Linked DNA regions of Mus musculus: region 1 is linked to region 2. The links are chromatin contacts, called in public HiChIP or PLAC-seq maps. All regions are on one chromosome and are shown on one strand. The core of a region is the stretch at or near the end of the contact, and the rest is flanking DNA. Distances in the headings are between cores, read along the strand shown. Region 1 has its middle 68 kb from the start of Gm31752. Region 2 has its middle 120 kb from the start of Gnat3.

Region 1 (7,563 bases), core at 36-2,535, 480 kb before region 2:
ATAAATATTTTCTTTTTCTGCCAGACAGTAACATCTTTGGTCATTCCATTTAAAAGTACATCTCAGTTTAGTGAAAGTGCCAGAGGTATCCAGAATAGAGAGTGAATTGCCAGGTAAGAAATGATGCCATTATACTGACCAAGGTTTGAAAGACTCTCAACTACTAAATGGAATAAGAATATTAATCCAGCAACATGGCTGTTCTGATCACATCCAAAGACCTTCTTGGTCTGTGTGATTTGACTGGGATACAGGTATATTTTTAGTACACACCTTTAACCCTTTTGGCTGAAATCCTATAGTACACTGTTTTAATCCCAAACAATAACATCTAATTGAGGAAAAGATGAAGTGATGAATGAAAAAATATTTGACAGAGATATTATATGCCCAATTCCCATGAGAACAGCACTGGAAAGAGAAGCTATTTAAGAGCAATGCAGGGAGAGAGTCAGTGAGGTGGGAGTCAGTGTAGCAAGTACATGGCAATGGAATTGGGTTCTTCTGTGAATTCAAGCAGTTCAATGCAGGTACTCAAAAGCAGTTAAAACCAGAGAACTATGAGTCAGAATATTAGAACAAAGTACCAGAGGCAGTTTTTGCCAAGCAAAGCAATTCAATTTAGACAGAAGCCAGTTTGAATCAGGCAGCACTGAGAGGAGTTTGAGCCAAAACAACTGATTTGAATCAGCCAGCCAAAGTTCAGAAAGAGCTAGAAAAGGTGAGCTTATTCAGTAGTAAGTCTCTAAGATGACAGTTACATCAGGCAAATAGAAGTTACTTCTACAATTAAAGTTGTCTCAGAGATGGAAGATCAAAGCATTAAAAAATATATGGAGGTGGACTATACTGATTTGACCAATGGTTGATTGAAAGAGTAAGAAGAAGGGAAAAAATCAAAGATGCCTCTATATGTCTAACATAGGCTACTGAATAAATCCATGGTGATGTTAGTTAACAAAAATACCAAAATGTTGGAAACCAACCAGCAGCTCACAAGAAACGGGGTTTCACCTGGGAGGCAAACCAGGCCTGAAAAGAGAGGAGAATTAGGTGGGCGAGAAAAATGGAGCCAAGACCAGGTTCCTAACCAAGGCTCAAATGTTTAATGGAGAATGCACTTATAAAGGAGGTGGGGGGAGAGGCCCGTTCCCACCAATTCATTCTTGGAGCTTGGAACCAGCTTCAGGTGATGACATGCAGGATAGGATGTAGTCTCTGGAATAGCTCGGCAGCTTCCCCAAAGGTAGCAGTATCTTGAAGAGGAACAGAGACAGTGGCTGAACAATAGAGTGAACTAGGGAGGAAGGCTCTACCCTAGGTAATCTCCTGAGTGGTAGCAAGATCAAGGTCTAGCTCAGCCTGCTTCAGGCTTGGGAGAGGTTACAATTTCCTCCCTGTTATTAATATTTAAAAAAAAAAAGCTGGACTGAGGCATAAAATTTATTTATGCTCTATAGTTCTGCCTGATTTCTTTGGGCCTAGTGAAGAAACCTGTCTCAGTGGGATTCCCTAACTTTTCTCATGGTAAACCCACCTATTCACTAGGCCATTGTGTTTGGGTTAGACTGATTACTACCTCAAGTAAACTCTCTGCAGACTAGCCCTGAGCCATTCCTGCTTGGTCCTTTGTAATGCTAATTAGTTACTGAATAGGTAACTTCCTTACTGAATTCCTACTGAATTCCAAGTTTGTCAGCTTAAAGGTCTTTCTGGGACTTTGGAACATTGGCGAAGGCTTAGCTATGTCAGAATTCAATCTTAAAAGGCACTTATAATAAGATAATACTAAAAGAGAGCACGTGGATCCATACACCAGACTAACTCGGGGATAGGGTATGAGAATGAGAATGCCAAAGTTCCAGGAAATTCTTTGCCTCATGAGTGCTCTGATGCCTCTCAGCCTACCAAGCAAACTTCATTGGAGTGTGCATAGCATTCTTCCCCTTTCTGTTTATATTTCTGCCAAAGTTCCGGAAAGTCCTGCCATAGCTACAGATCTCAGGAGTGCTCTAAAAATGAGTGGAAACACAACGATTTACTAATAAAATAGTGTCAATAATAATAGCAAATAGGAATATATATTGAACCCAATCCAGGGGATTCAATGCACTTAGGTTATTTTTTAAATCTCTGGCCAATTCATCAATGTTCCAAGTGTCCAAGTGACTTTTGCTAATATCTGAAATTTCTGCCTTTCTAGCCTTAATATATGCTATGTCCTGCCCTATTGTTAAGACTACTACTTCTAAGACATTAACCTTTTCTTCCAATTTTTTACATGACTCTGTGGTGTATTATTAATAAACCACAGCCTCTTGGCATGTACCTCTGTCTAGATTGATATGATTCTGAGATCTGGGTGCCCATCTTAGACTGTCCAGCCCTCATAGCAAACCTTATTTCTGAATCAGGCCAAAATCCACAATATGTACTTAGAATGCTTCCTCAATGGAAATTAATAACTGCCACCTGTGCTGTTGGAGGCAACAATAGGAATGCTTCTTTGGGGAAGTCCAGGTACTCCATTCAATTGCAAATTAGCAATGATCAAGCTGAGATTTAGAGTTCCCAGTGTGGGGGAGGTGGCATTGAGAATCACAGAAAGGCTGTAACTTTCTGGGAGTGGAGTCTGTGCTCCAAATTAACTTTGCTAGGTAATTAAGATTTTATCTATCTTTCCTAAGAATCTCTAATACTGGAATTATTACTAGACCAGTCCAAGATTGAGTGGTCACAATGAGGGAAGGAGAAAAATCACTATAACTCTTTCTTGTGACTAATCTTTCTAAATCAGATTACACGGTCTCTAGTGTTCTATGTCCCATAGGTTAAAAAAGCTTGAAGCAAGGCAAGGCACCTTAGCTTGTCCAAACTGGGAAAATGGCAAACAAAGATGGGACAAAAACATATACCCAATTCAGCTTTCTTCTCACTACAGTCAGGGCACTCAGTGAACTCACCTGTCAGCTTGTCACACAAATTAGCCATTTTGCTTCTGCAGCATTCTATGAAGAAAACTTATGCTTTTCCCTTTCCTAATAAGGTAGTTGTTCAGGATCAAGCCATATGCCAATAAGTAGATCCTTTTCATCTCACCTAGACATGATTATGTCCTGTTTTTAAGATACTATAAGGCATTTATTAAGTTCTTTGCCATCCAAATTTCAAAATTCTTAAAATAAAAATATGATTAAAATAATGTGCTTGATTATTCAACATTTTAAAATACCATTTACAGCACACAATTTAATTATCTCTGTTGAAGCAGGGGGAAGCTCAAAAGAATAAACGTGTGATCCAATTCACATATACTTTTCTCCCATAAAAGCGGTGTTTTTAGACACAGTAAATGGGATGCATGCAGGCATGAATTTGTAGAAGATACAGAAGCATGCATAAGAACAATTTTTTTAACTTATCTTTGGGATAGTGATTGTCAATTTTATTTAAAATGATGGTATGCAATAGATTGAATATTAATATTCTGTAATAACCAATGTAATTGCTGTTTTGAACAAGGAACAGAAACTTTGTCAGGTTCTTAAGACACAATTTTTGTTGTAGGTTTTCTAAAATATACGAATATATCTTACAACTCTTCATTAGCACCACTGCAGCCTTAATAGGATGTTAAAACTGTGCTTTGAGGTGAACGCCACCTTGGACTCACCCTCCTCCCGCCTTCCTCTCAGGCGGAAGAGGCTGAAGTGGCCCAATCTGTTGTAGGTCAGAAAGCCCGAATGAGGGCAGCAGAGCACCCTGAGTTCTAGCGGGGGGTGGGGGGGTGTGGGGGGGTGGATACGGCTAATCCTGGTGGGGACAGATGGAGGCTCATGGGGGCAATGGCAAGTGTGGTGCTCTCCTGAGTTCACTACAAAGGCGCCTGCTTTCTGGAGGCCTCCCATGCCACCACCACTCAGGGAAGGCTGTGTACCCCGTGGCCCTGCCCCACAGCACCCAACAATCAGCTGGCTCCACGTGGGCCAACGGTGGGCAGGGAGGAGAAGATAAATGACTTTATCATAATGTTTTCTCTTTACAAAGAATTGCTGTGGGCACAGCTAATATTTAATTACCATTGATTATAATTGATAACAATTATAAAAGCTTTCTTTATTTTTCTGCAAAGCCTTTTGTTCTTTGCCAGTTAATTTGTGTCTCACTTAATAGCACCTAACAAAAGCTTAAGTTCTCCTGTGGTGAATTTAAGGTAAGGTCTTAGCCAATTAACATCTCCTGGAAGCTTTTGAAAATAAAATTTTGAAGCAAATCAATTTTTCGTTCTAGATTTTCTGTACCCCAATATTATAGTATAACTAAAACTCTGAGTATTAAAAAGATATTGCCTCTGAATCTTTTCTGGAGCAACAGCTACTCCCCAGAACTTAAAAACTTCTTGTGTGAGAACAAGGATTTAAAGTAAACTTCCCTTTAGAGGCGTTAGCTAATAAAATACTTTCCACTTAGGAAACACTATATACTGAAAGATTCAAAGTCTTAGCTTCTTATATTGAAGCAGAGATAATAAAATGTTTTCTTACATAATATAAAGCCATCTTAGCCATACCTAGAGGCAAATTTTTTCAGTGATCACTCGAGGTCACTCGAGGCAAAACTCTTTACACTTATCAGAATGCAAAGAAAAAAACAAACCTTTAAATCTATAATAACTATACATGAAGTAGGCAAGTCAAATCGCAATGTTCTGATACATTCTACAGCCTGATTGACCTTTTATAAACTTACAATTTAAACTTCATTAGAACAACATCTAGGTAGATCTGCAAAGGTGCTCTTTTAGCTAAAAGAAATTTTCCCTGAAGGCAAGTAGAGGCAAGTTTTGAGAGCTTCCTTAGACACCATTTGCAAGACAAAAGAAAGTCACTCAAGCCTGGAAGAGGCTGCTCAGAGCTTAGTTCCTCTTGCCATGAGGACAGATTTCAGGATTTTTAAGTTTCTTTTGCAATATTAGACTATAACTATAACTTTGGGAAAGCAAAACCCAATTTCAAAACAATTTATCACCTTAGAAACAACATTAAAACTTCACTATAACGTTGCAAAATCTGGCTGCCAATTTATACCTATGAATGCATGACAGTGCAGATTTCAATGCTTCATTAAAGAGACATTGTTTTAAATCTTCTCTTTAAGTCTAACTTTTAGGATAAGAATCACATTAAATATTATCTCAACTAGAAGTATCCCTTAGAGGCCTAGTTTTTTGACCTGCTTTATGCCAGGTGTTGGAAAGACTCCAAACCTGAGTTACGAATTTAAAGCTAACTTTCTAGTAACCAGTCTTACATCTTTTTGATCAGTAAAAAACCAAATTAAGTGGCTACACGAATCTTATAAATTTAGACCAATCAAAGAATTTTAATTTTTCTAGCTATAATTATAAGATAAGAAAAGCACCTTGTCATTAGCTAAACGCAATAATCATGATTGCAGAGAACCCTCCAGGTAGCAGTATCTTGGAACAGTGACAGTGGCCGAACAATAGAGTGATCTAGGAAGGCTCCATCTTAGGTAATCTTCTTAGTGGCAGAAAAGGTCAAGGTCTGGCTCAGCCTGCTTCATGCTTGGGGGAGGTTACACCAAAATTAATTAAAATGCTCTAGAAACCATAGATCTAGAAATCACATGTTAATTCAGGAAGTAATTGGAATGCAAGCAGTGATATTCTTTTTCTTATACTTTGTGCAGTACATGGAAAATGTCTTAATTTTGAACCTACACATATGTATATGTACATTGAACCTATACATTGGTAAGTGCAATCAACATTTTTGCATTGTAGTAGCATTAATAAAATTAGTCTCAAGACATGTGGAAAAAAAGTCTATTAAGATTATTTTGTTTCATTTTTTACAGTCAAATATTCTTTTATTTTATTAGATATTTTCTTCATTTACATTTTAAATGCTATCTCAAAAGTCCCCTATATCCTCCCCGGACCCTGCTCTCCAATCCACAGACTCCCACTTCCTGGCCCTGGCATTCCCCTGTACTGAGGCATATAATCTTCACAAGACCAAAGGCCTCTCATCCCATTGATGGCTGATTAGGCCATCCTCTGCTACATATGCAGCTAGAGACACAGCCAAATATTCTTAAATCTAAGTATTTAGGACTTAAAGGTCACATTTCCTTATCAGATTCTCTGTTGAACAAGAATAGTTGACCTACCCACCTGCCATTCACAGCATTTGTTTCTGGGCATCAAGATCAAGCATTCTTTATTACTTACTGTTTATGCATAAGTCTTGTGAGGCACTACTTCAACTTCCTTGGTGAATCTTACAGGGAGCATCGAAATCTGGTTTCAGTACATGCCTCAATGATTTTCGTATGAAGGTTTTCACCACAGAAGTTGCTCTTGAATAAAGAGCAAAAGATCCTATGTTATAGATCCAATGTTTTGAAGTGGCAATTTAAAGTTGTAATTAAAGATTTGAAAGTGTAATTAAAGATATTTTAGTTTATTTCTATTTTGATGTTTTAATCTTGCAAATACTTCCATTACATAATTTCTGCAGCTTACATTTCCTTGTTGCTACGTGGATCTTAACATGCATATTCAATATGAGCTCCCTGGGGCTTGAAGCCAACTAGTGCTATGCCTCCTGTTTGCTGCCAGAAATATTTCTCCAAAAAATAAAATAAAATAAAGTAAAAATAAAAATAAAAAAAAAGTTAAATCAGTCTCTTTCCTACTGAAGAGTGTATCAAATTGGATAAACTAACTGTGAAGAACTGGAGAAATTGAAGTCATTATCTTGCTGTGATTCAGCTTCGAAATCTTTTCCTCAATAGTAAAAGGAAAAAAAAGTGACTGCAATTCTCTTATACTGTAACCACTGGTACACTGAGTGAGTAATAACAATGTCTATCCAACTTTCACTTTTCTGAGTAATGACCCATTGTGAAATAAGTGATGTGCAGAAACATTGACCGAATCCTTCCTAGTTACTTATTAATCTATAAAACTCTTTGTATTTTCATCATTCCTCTGAAAGAAGCCTGTGCCACTAAACGAGAAAAGTAGTGAACTTCCTATGCAATCATTGAGACTTCAAACCTGAGGACATTTCCTAACTAAAACTTTTTGCACATTCTCTGAACAAGTACTCCTTAGATATGGTTCATCAGAGCAGCAGTGAGGAAGCCTTATCTGATAAAGGCCACCACCATTCTCTGTCACTTGGAGTAGCTGTTGGACTAATGAAGCATCTGGCATCTTCCCTTATGGACTGACTAAATGGTCTTTTCAAAGACCTTCCATGCAGCCCTTTGCCCCAGGGACTCAGACAATCAGGCTTTATTTCTCCTATCACTTATATTTCACAGCTGCAGAGGCACTCCGCAAAAGAATTAGTTAAAACCTGATTGATTTAAATAACTGAACACTTACTACAATAAAATGTTAAATGAGATTCTTTATAAGATTTTTAACTTTTCCTGCTTGTAAATTAAAACTACTGTTAGATTTAACAGACATTTGGAATGATAAAGAAATCTAATAAAAGTCTTAGTATATAAGTCATGCAAGAAAAG
Region 2 (7,396 bases), core at 3,584-6,083:
ACACAGGATGTAGGTTCAATTCAAATACTGAGGGGAAAAGATGAATAATTATGACTTTAAGTTTTATGGCTTGGAGTGTAGCATACCCACCCACCCTCACACACACGCACACACACACACACACACACACACACAGAGAGAGAGAGAGAGAGAGAGAGAGAGAGAGAGAGAGAGAGAGAGAGAGAGAAACAGGGAGACAGGGAGACAGGGAGACAGGGAGAAAGAGAAGAGAGAGAGAGAAGGAGGGCTGGGGAAGGGAAGCAAAGCCACATTTATTCAATGATTTCAGCCTTTATTCCTTCAGTTTGCAATCCATGGTTTATTGTTCACCTTGCATATTAGGAAAAGTACGGAAACATAGCAGGTGTAAGTGTAGTAGGAACATGAGAGACTAAAGCTTACAGGCATACGTAAATAGAACTTGGCCCTTCTCCTCAACTCAATTTCTAGGTCCTGACCATATTGTTATTGAAGCATTTTGCTGTCACTGGTTCCCAGAACACCCCAGTGGCTCCCAAGAGGGCTTTTCACAACTGCAGGGGTGAACTTCTCAGCCATGTGCTCACTCGCCTGGCTTGTTTCATTGCGGAAACTCTGCTGCTTATGCAAGAAGAAAGAAAGACTCAGGATGAATATAAATATTTTTCAATACTGGCTGAAGCTTTTGTTTTTGTTATTGTTTCTTTTGGAGTATGTGAGTTATTTTTTCTATCACAGAAGATTTAACAAATTAAATAACACTTCAGGATGGTTTTCTTGGATGAACTGATGTCATGCAGTGGTTAGTATCTTAGAAGACTCATCTACAGTGGGATAGTGACTTCACCTGCTCTCCTTCCCCTGTAACCTCTGGCTATTCATTCACATTTTTATCACTAAAGGTTCTAAAAGTTTAACAGCTGAAGATATACATTTTGTCAGTATTCATGAGTTAACTTTGTATTCTTTCATTGATTCTGGTGCTCCATATATAGAGGAAACAATAGTGAGTAGAGGAAGATAACATTGTTTGAGACAAGAAAAAAAATCCTCCTCAAAGTCTCCACTTATAAGGGAGCTTGAAGTACAGGGAGCAGCGAAATAGCTTTAAGGTCAACCTTCTCCAGATCGCTTCTGTCTTTGACAAAATAACTCTAGGGATGGTCAACACGAGACCTTATCCAGATAGCTTCTGATTTTGATAAATGCCCCTTCTAGTCTGTGATGTTATCTCACCTTCAGGAGAGGGACCCAAGGTTTCTCTTATACTGAAAGCACTAAGAGTCTGATATTAGTTATTAAAAACATCCCCATAAAAATACAAAGAAGGAAGATATTCCGTGTCTCCCTTGGCCTTTCTAAAGCATTTTCTTACACTGTTTGCATGATTCCCCCTTTAAAAAAAAAAAGACAAGGACTTATTAAAATATGACTAAATGTTCACTGAAGTTATAAATACACAGGTTTGTTTTCTTTTAATGTATTCTAGGCTTTCCTTGAGTTTGAATTTCAATTTTTTTGTACTGCATGCAGCTATCACTGTGGTAACCTTACAAATAAAAAAACATGGCTAGCATATGCACTGAATGTAAAAAGTTTCTGTGGATAGCCTTGATACATTGGTGATAGAAAAGGAATGCTTCCATTCTCAGCTGAGAAACCAGGGTGAGCATTTTTTCTTCTAAAATTATTCCGCACCAAATATATTTTGTTCACAACCATAAAGATGATGTTGAGGATGGTGACAGGTTGTGATCACAATTTCCTCTGCGCCAAGAAGGAATTTTTAAAAATATCATTCTTGCAAGATTGCCAATCATCATTTTATGTTCTTTCCTGAATATATTTTTGAGAACTAGGTCCATGAAATACATCAGAATAAAAGAAAACAATTATATCTCCAACATTTTCTTTGTAGCAAAGCCTTGCCTGAACATGAAATAAGAAGGACAGAGGAAATTATCATTATAATCTTTCATCAAATACTCAGAGAATGTCTGTGGGTTCCTTGACAAAGCTAAACTGGGGATTGTGTAAAGTGTCATATATACTAACATGACCTTTGTAAAAACAACAGTGATATTAAGTTATTGGAAACTTGGAGACAGGTGGAAATTTTCTATAAGAACATTGCCTTTAAAGAGGTCATCTAATAAGAGACAATGAAAGACATAGTTTACTATAAAACAAAACAGTATGGCAGTTACATAAGGAAGTAAGGTGCATCACAAAGAATAGCAAATTCTTTTGGATAATTAAGAATGAAGAAAGCTGCTCAGAATACTGAGAATAACAGACATATTACTCACCAATAGATACATAGCTGAGAGATGATAGTGATGTATATCTGATATAGACTAATATTTAGATAATAGATTCCAACAGTGTGATTAATATGACATATGTCTAGTGTCTCACTTATGTTCTTTAAAGTTTTAAAAATTAGTTTTTTTTTAAATACTGATTTTTGTTTTTCATGGGTTTATGTATTGTTTATCTGAGGTTTTTTTGTTATGGTTTGATTTGGTTTGGTTTTGCCTGAATGTATGACTGTGTACAACTTGCATACTTTTAGGGCAAAAGAGAATATTAAATTCTCTGGAACTGGATTTTAAAATGATTGTGAGCCATGTGTGTGCTGGGAATAAAATCCAAGTCCTCTAGAAGATCAGCCAGGGATTTTAATCATTGAGCCATTTCTCTAGCCTGCCACTCTATCTTTATAATCTGCCCATGGAAAAACAGTTACAAAAAGAAATTATTGGAGAATTCAATATCTAAATATTTTACTTACCTGGATTAAACTCAATACTTTAAAATATGATCAAATAGTAGATGCATGATATAAGAAGAATATGTCTTACATATACCTTCTTCAAGACATGTTGCTGTTATAAAATTAATCGAGGTTTTCATTTTATCAGAGCAAGTGTCTTTGTGTCTGAAAAATGGTGTGGTATTTGAGCTTAAACTTTATTTAGGTAAGTGTGAACCACACAGTATTTGAAGACCTTATATATGTTAACCTAGTTGTGCTCTTCCTCCAGCCTTGAATAAGGTAAAAAAAAAAAAAAATCTGATGGTTTTACAACCTAGGTGGAGTCCTTGCATGGCCTTGCCACATTTACATTTTCTATGGTGAGTTGAGGAGCAGACCACCATCTGAGCTTGTTTTGCAACAGAATTCAGCTGAAACAAAGAAACAGAACCCAGACAAAACAAAGGATGGGTCTTTGGGTTTTCACCCTATATATACATGTAGGCAGAGCTGAAAATTAAACTTTGAACCTTGACCAGAGAACCTTTGTCTTGGCTTCATTCTGCTCTCACCTGCCCATCCTACTTCATTCCCAGCCTCCCTTTCAGTTATACCCAGTTCTCCATGGCAGCTGGATGGCTACAGGTGGCTCCTGAATGATGGGCTGGAACACAGGGGTGGAGGTGGGGGATCAACTGAGGAATGCTGATTTTGGTGGGGCTCTACTGAAAACCGAAGAGGTAATGGTATCCTGCAGGGTGGTAAGAGATGCATTCAATGGGATACAGGGCTAGGTTGAAGAGTTATTGACCCAACATTGAGTTCACCTAGGGGTATGACAGTGAGTTGGAATGGGGGAATTCTATGTAGGCATTTGTCTGCAGTCAAGAGCTGCATCAGGTGAGGGGAGCAGGTTTTAAAATAAAATAAAATAAAATGAAATAAAGTAAAATAATATAAAATAAAATAAAAATACCAGAAAGCAACAACAACAAAGAGATGTTAGCTAAATTCTTTTTTTTTTCTTTTTTTTTTTTTTTTTTTTTTTTTGTACACTGAGAGTTTATTGGCAGTATTGTTGGGAGGGACTTGCCTGAGAAAATGAAAGTAGGTCTTGACAAGCTGAAATAGATTCTGCAAGTCCTTAGTGCTAGAGCCAACAGCCCTTCTCTTGCAGAATGTGGAAGATGAGATGGCCCTTCAAAGTTCTGCTCAGTTGAGGCAAGAAGTTCTCTTTGAACAAAGGCATATCTGAGGTTGGTATTTATCTGTGACTTGTTACCAGCCATTGTGGCAGTCAGAGCATGAATTCTACAGCTGTGAATGGGAGATTGGTGGACTTCAGCATCCACAGCAGACAGGGCAGCTTCATCTCCCAGAAACAAGAAGCACTGGTCTTCGCAATGGTGAAAGACATATGGATATCTCTGTGTCTCTGTACAGTGAGCGGCGTAGGGTGAAGTGGAGGATAGTTAGGTAAATTCTTAGCTCAAGTATATTTATACTGTGCACGGTTTCCAGAAGTAGGAACGGTAAATATACAAATATGAGAAAAAGACAGAAAGAATAGGTTTCAGAAAATCAGTTGTCCCCTGTCTAGGACACATTAGCAAAAGAGAAGGTGTAAGAATCCAGAGAGCCTTAGCTTACTGGGGACCCCCTGAGTGAACCATTTGGATCCTGGATCGAAGCAAAACGCAAGAGGAATTTACTGTTCCAGTGCCCTGGGGTCACCCCAGACCCAAAGGAGAGGCAGCACCTGTTGGGGCCAGCCTGTGGCTCTCATGTCTGGGTTTGAGCCTGAGATGCATCTTAGAACTGAAAGAAAAGAGGGAATCTAGGCGGGTAAAGAGAGTAATGGAGTCAAGACAGTATTCTGATCAAGACTCAACTTTAATGTCGGCAAACACGCTTTATAAAGAAGAGGGGAGGCCCATTCCCAGTCACGCAAAGTTCCTTTGAAGTTGTCAGATCAGCCTTTTAGTAGGAACCCGCAAAAATCACAGTTCGTAGCTAACTCCAGATCTCGGAGAACCGGTTCAGCCTCAGGCAGGTAGCAGGTAGTAGCACATCAAAGGAGAGTGTTGAGAAGCAGCACAGCAGGTGGCTCCGCCTAAGTGGTGGATGGTCTCAGCCAGCCTTGCTAGGCTGGATGGAGGTAACAAGCACCCATTGGGCAAGCTTTTATGTGGTTTCCAGGGGCAGAATAGAGTATCAGCAACTAGGCACAATACGATTGGTGCCACAGTGCACCCTTTAAACTGGTTGGTCTTCAGAGAATGTCTTCCCTTGTCTGAAGGTGGACAACAGTCTGTTCTGTGGAATGTGTCCCCATCCGCAGGTTGGTTCCCGCCCTGCGATCTGAGGAATGTAAATTATCCTCTCCCTTCTGGAAGGGCAAGGGTTCCATGACCTTCCCAAAGTTCCTGAGCTGACCTTTTCAAAGGAAAGTGTATTTCAGAGCTCCCCTAGAGACAGAAGGAAATCAGGTCCATTCTGCTACTTCTCAGGCTCCTACTGGACTTAGTTCTGATTACATCAAGTTCTCTTCCCTCTTTGTCTATTGTCTGAACTTGGTGCACCAATCTGCCCATGTGTGTCATTTTTTTGTTTCATTGTCTGAATAGCTGTTGTTCTATGTTTCGTGTTCAAAAGATAAAATGGTTAAAACTTTATCTGCTGGCTATCAAGCTCTGATTTAGTTTAGAAGGCAGTCTCAGTTTGCACAGCAGAAACCAGTAAGTTACCTTGCACTGTAGCTGGGAGTCAAGCACAGCTGGAGAAAAGCTGCTCTTAAAGGAGCCAGCAGCTTCTCAAGTTCTATGGTAAGTAAGCTGATGGCTGTTTTCTTCTAGAAAATTCTCTACAATTGTGATTATTGGGTTCAGGAAATGTCAAGATGATTGATCTCTTGAAATTTCACCTAGAAAAAGCAGGAAAAATTTGTTTAGTCTAAAGATATAAGATTTGTGTAGCCACTTCATTTTTGTTTCTGACTGGTTTTAAAAGTATAAATTTGTTCTGCATGTCTTGGCTCATAAGTTTTTGGGTATGATTAAAAATTGGTAACATTGGTAACAAGAAAGTTACCATAAAACTGGTAACTCAGGGTTGGAGTCATTTTAAACAACACATGGCATGAGCCAACCCAGGAAAACAGGTCTCTAAAGATACTTCTAAATTGGGATAATATTTTATGTAATTCTTATCCTAGAAACCAGACTAGAATTTAAGGCAATGTCTCTTTAATGTGGTATTAAAAGTTACATTGTCATGCAGTCATATATAAGAACTGGCAGCCAAACTTTGAAACATGAAAATAATGCTCTCAGTATTGGTTTTAAAGAGAATGTGTTGCTTAAAATTGGGTTTTGCTTTCCAAAATTATGGTTATGCTGTAATATTGCAAAAGAAACTTAAAAATTATGGTTAAACTACCAGTGTTCCATTGGCTGCAGTTTGCAGTTTGATCACAGGCTCAGGATTTTTAACTCACCCATATTTGTAATTAAGAAAAAAAAAATCAAGCAGGTGGAGGCTGCTGCTGTGGAGATTAAAGTAAACATTTACCTATGAGTTAATGCAAAGCTCAGAGCAGCCTCAGCAGAGACTTGTGTGGCATTTCTTTTGTCTTGCAAACCCTGCCTAAGGAAGTGTTTTGGGCCCTAGCCTCTGGGTATCTGTGAATTGTTTTTAAGCTGAAACAGCATTATTACAAATCTATCCAGGTGTTGTTCAAAACAAAGTTCACACTTAAGATTTATGAAATGTTAATTAGGCTATGGAACTTGCAATTTGGCCTGCCTATTCCAACTGTCATTCCAGGAAATGCATATAGAAGTATTATGGATTAGGAAGAATTTTTTTTTTTCTGCTCCTTTGTATCTTGATGATTGAAAAGCGTTTGCTTTTAGTCAGTTTTTAATTTTAGGGAGCCCATGAAGTGATATCATTGGAAAGTTTTGTCTCAAGGAATGGCTAATAGCCTTATATTATATAAGAATTTCTTTTGTCTATGCTTCAATACAAGAACTTTGAGTCCTTCAGTGTATATAATTCATTACATGGATATTTTATTAGTTAATCCCTTCGAAGGGGAATTTTACTACAAGCCTTTGCTCTTACACAACGAGTTTCAAATTTTGGAATAGTTGTTTCTCCAGACAAGATTCAAAGGCAATATCTTTTTCAATATTTGGGGCCTCAGTTATATCCTAGACAAATTGTGACACAGAAAATTCAGGAAAGAAAAGATGATTTGCTTACTTCAAATTATTTTTCAAAAGCTTTTAAGAGATGTTAATTGGCTAAGACCTCAACTTCAGCTCACCACCGGAAGACTTAAGCCTCTGTTTGATGTTCTGATGGGGGGTGCAAATTAAATGGTGAAAAGAAATAGCTTTGTAGAAAGTAGAGGAAGCTGCTGAAGTCAATTGTTGGCTGTTTGGGTTAGTTATTGTTACTCAATGTGCCCACAGCAATTCTTTGGCAAATGGGACCATTAATGTAGATTCATCTTTCTTTGTCTCCATGTAAAGTTTGAACATCCTATTATAAAGCTGTTGCTGTGTTAATACAGAATTGTAGGATAGAATCATGAAAGCATTTTGGAAATAATGTCTTAAAAACCGCATTAATTCCTTGTTTTAAACATCAATT

The links. HiChIP or PLAC-seq counts read pairs in DNA pulled down with a chosen protein or histone mark.
Region 1: a contact with region 2 is called in an H3K27ac HiChIP or PLAC-seq map of embryonic stem cells, with 7 times the contacts expected there. The contact joins two enhancer-like sites. A contact is called at or near these places in 4 of 484 Hi-C or Micro-C datasets (all in embryonic stem cells) and 3 of 115 datasets of contacts at active chromatin or transcription factors (all in embryonic stem cells).

Annotation. Positions count from the first base shown.
Region 1 is chr5:18,559,418-18,566,980 of GRCm38.p6, reverse strand. No RefSeq gene overlaps it. Among named protein-coding and RNA genes, the nearest start is that of Gm31752, 68 kb to the right of the region's middle. Within about 2 kb of position 1,285, at least 13 of the 459 cell types and tissues checked have an H3K27ac peak or open chromatin away from gene starts, as enhancers often do. A contact at or near this core is called in embryonic stem cells, where this site is marked.
Region 2 is chr5:18,079,943-18,087,338 of GRCm38.p6, reverse strand. No RefSeq gene overlaps it. Among named protein-coding and RNA genes, the nearest start is that of Gnat3, 120 kb to the right of the region's middle. Within about 2 kb of position 4,833, at least 13 of the 459 cell types and tissues checked have an H3K27ac peak or open chromatin away from gene starts, as enhancers often do. A contact at or near this core is called in embryonic stem cells, where this site is marked.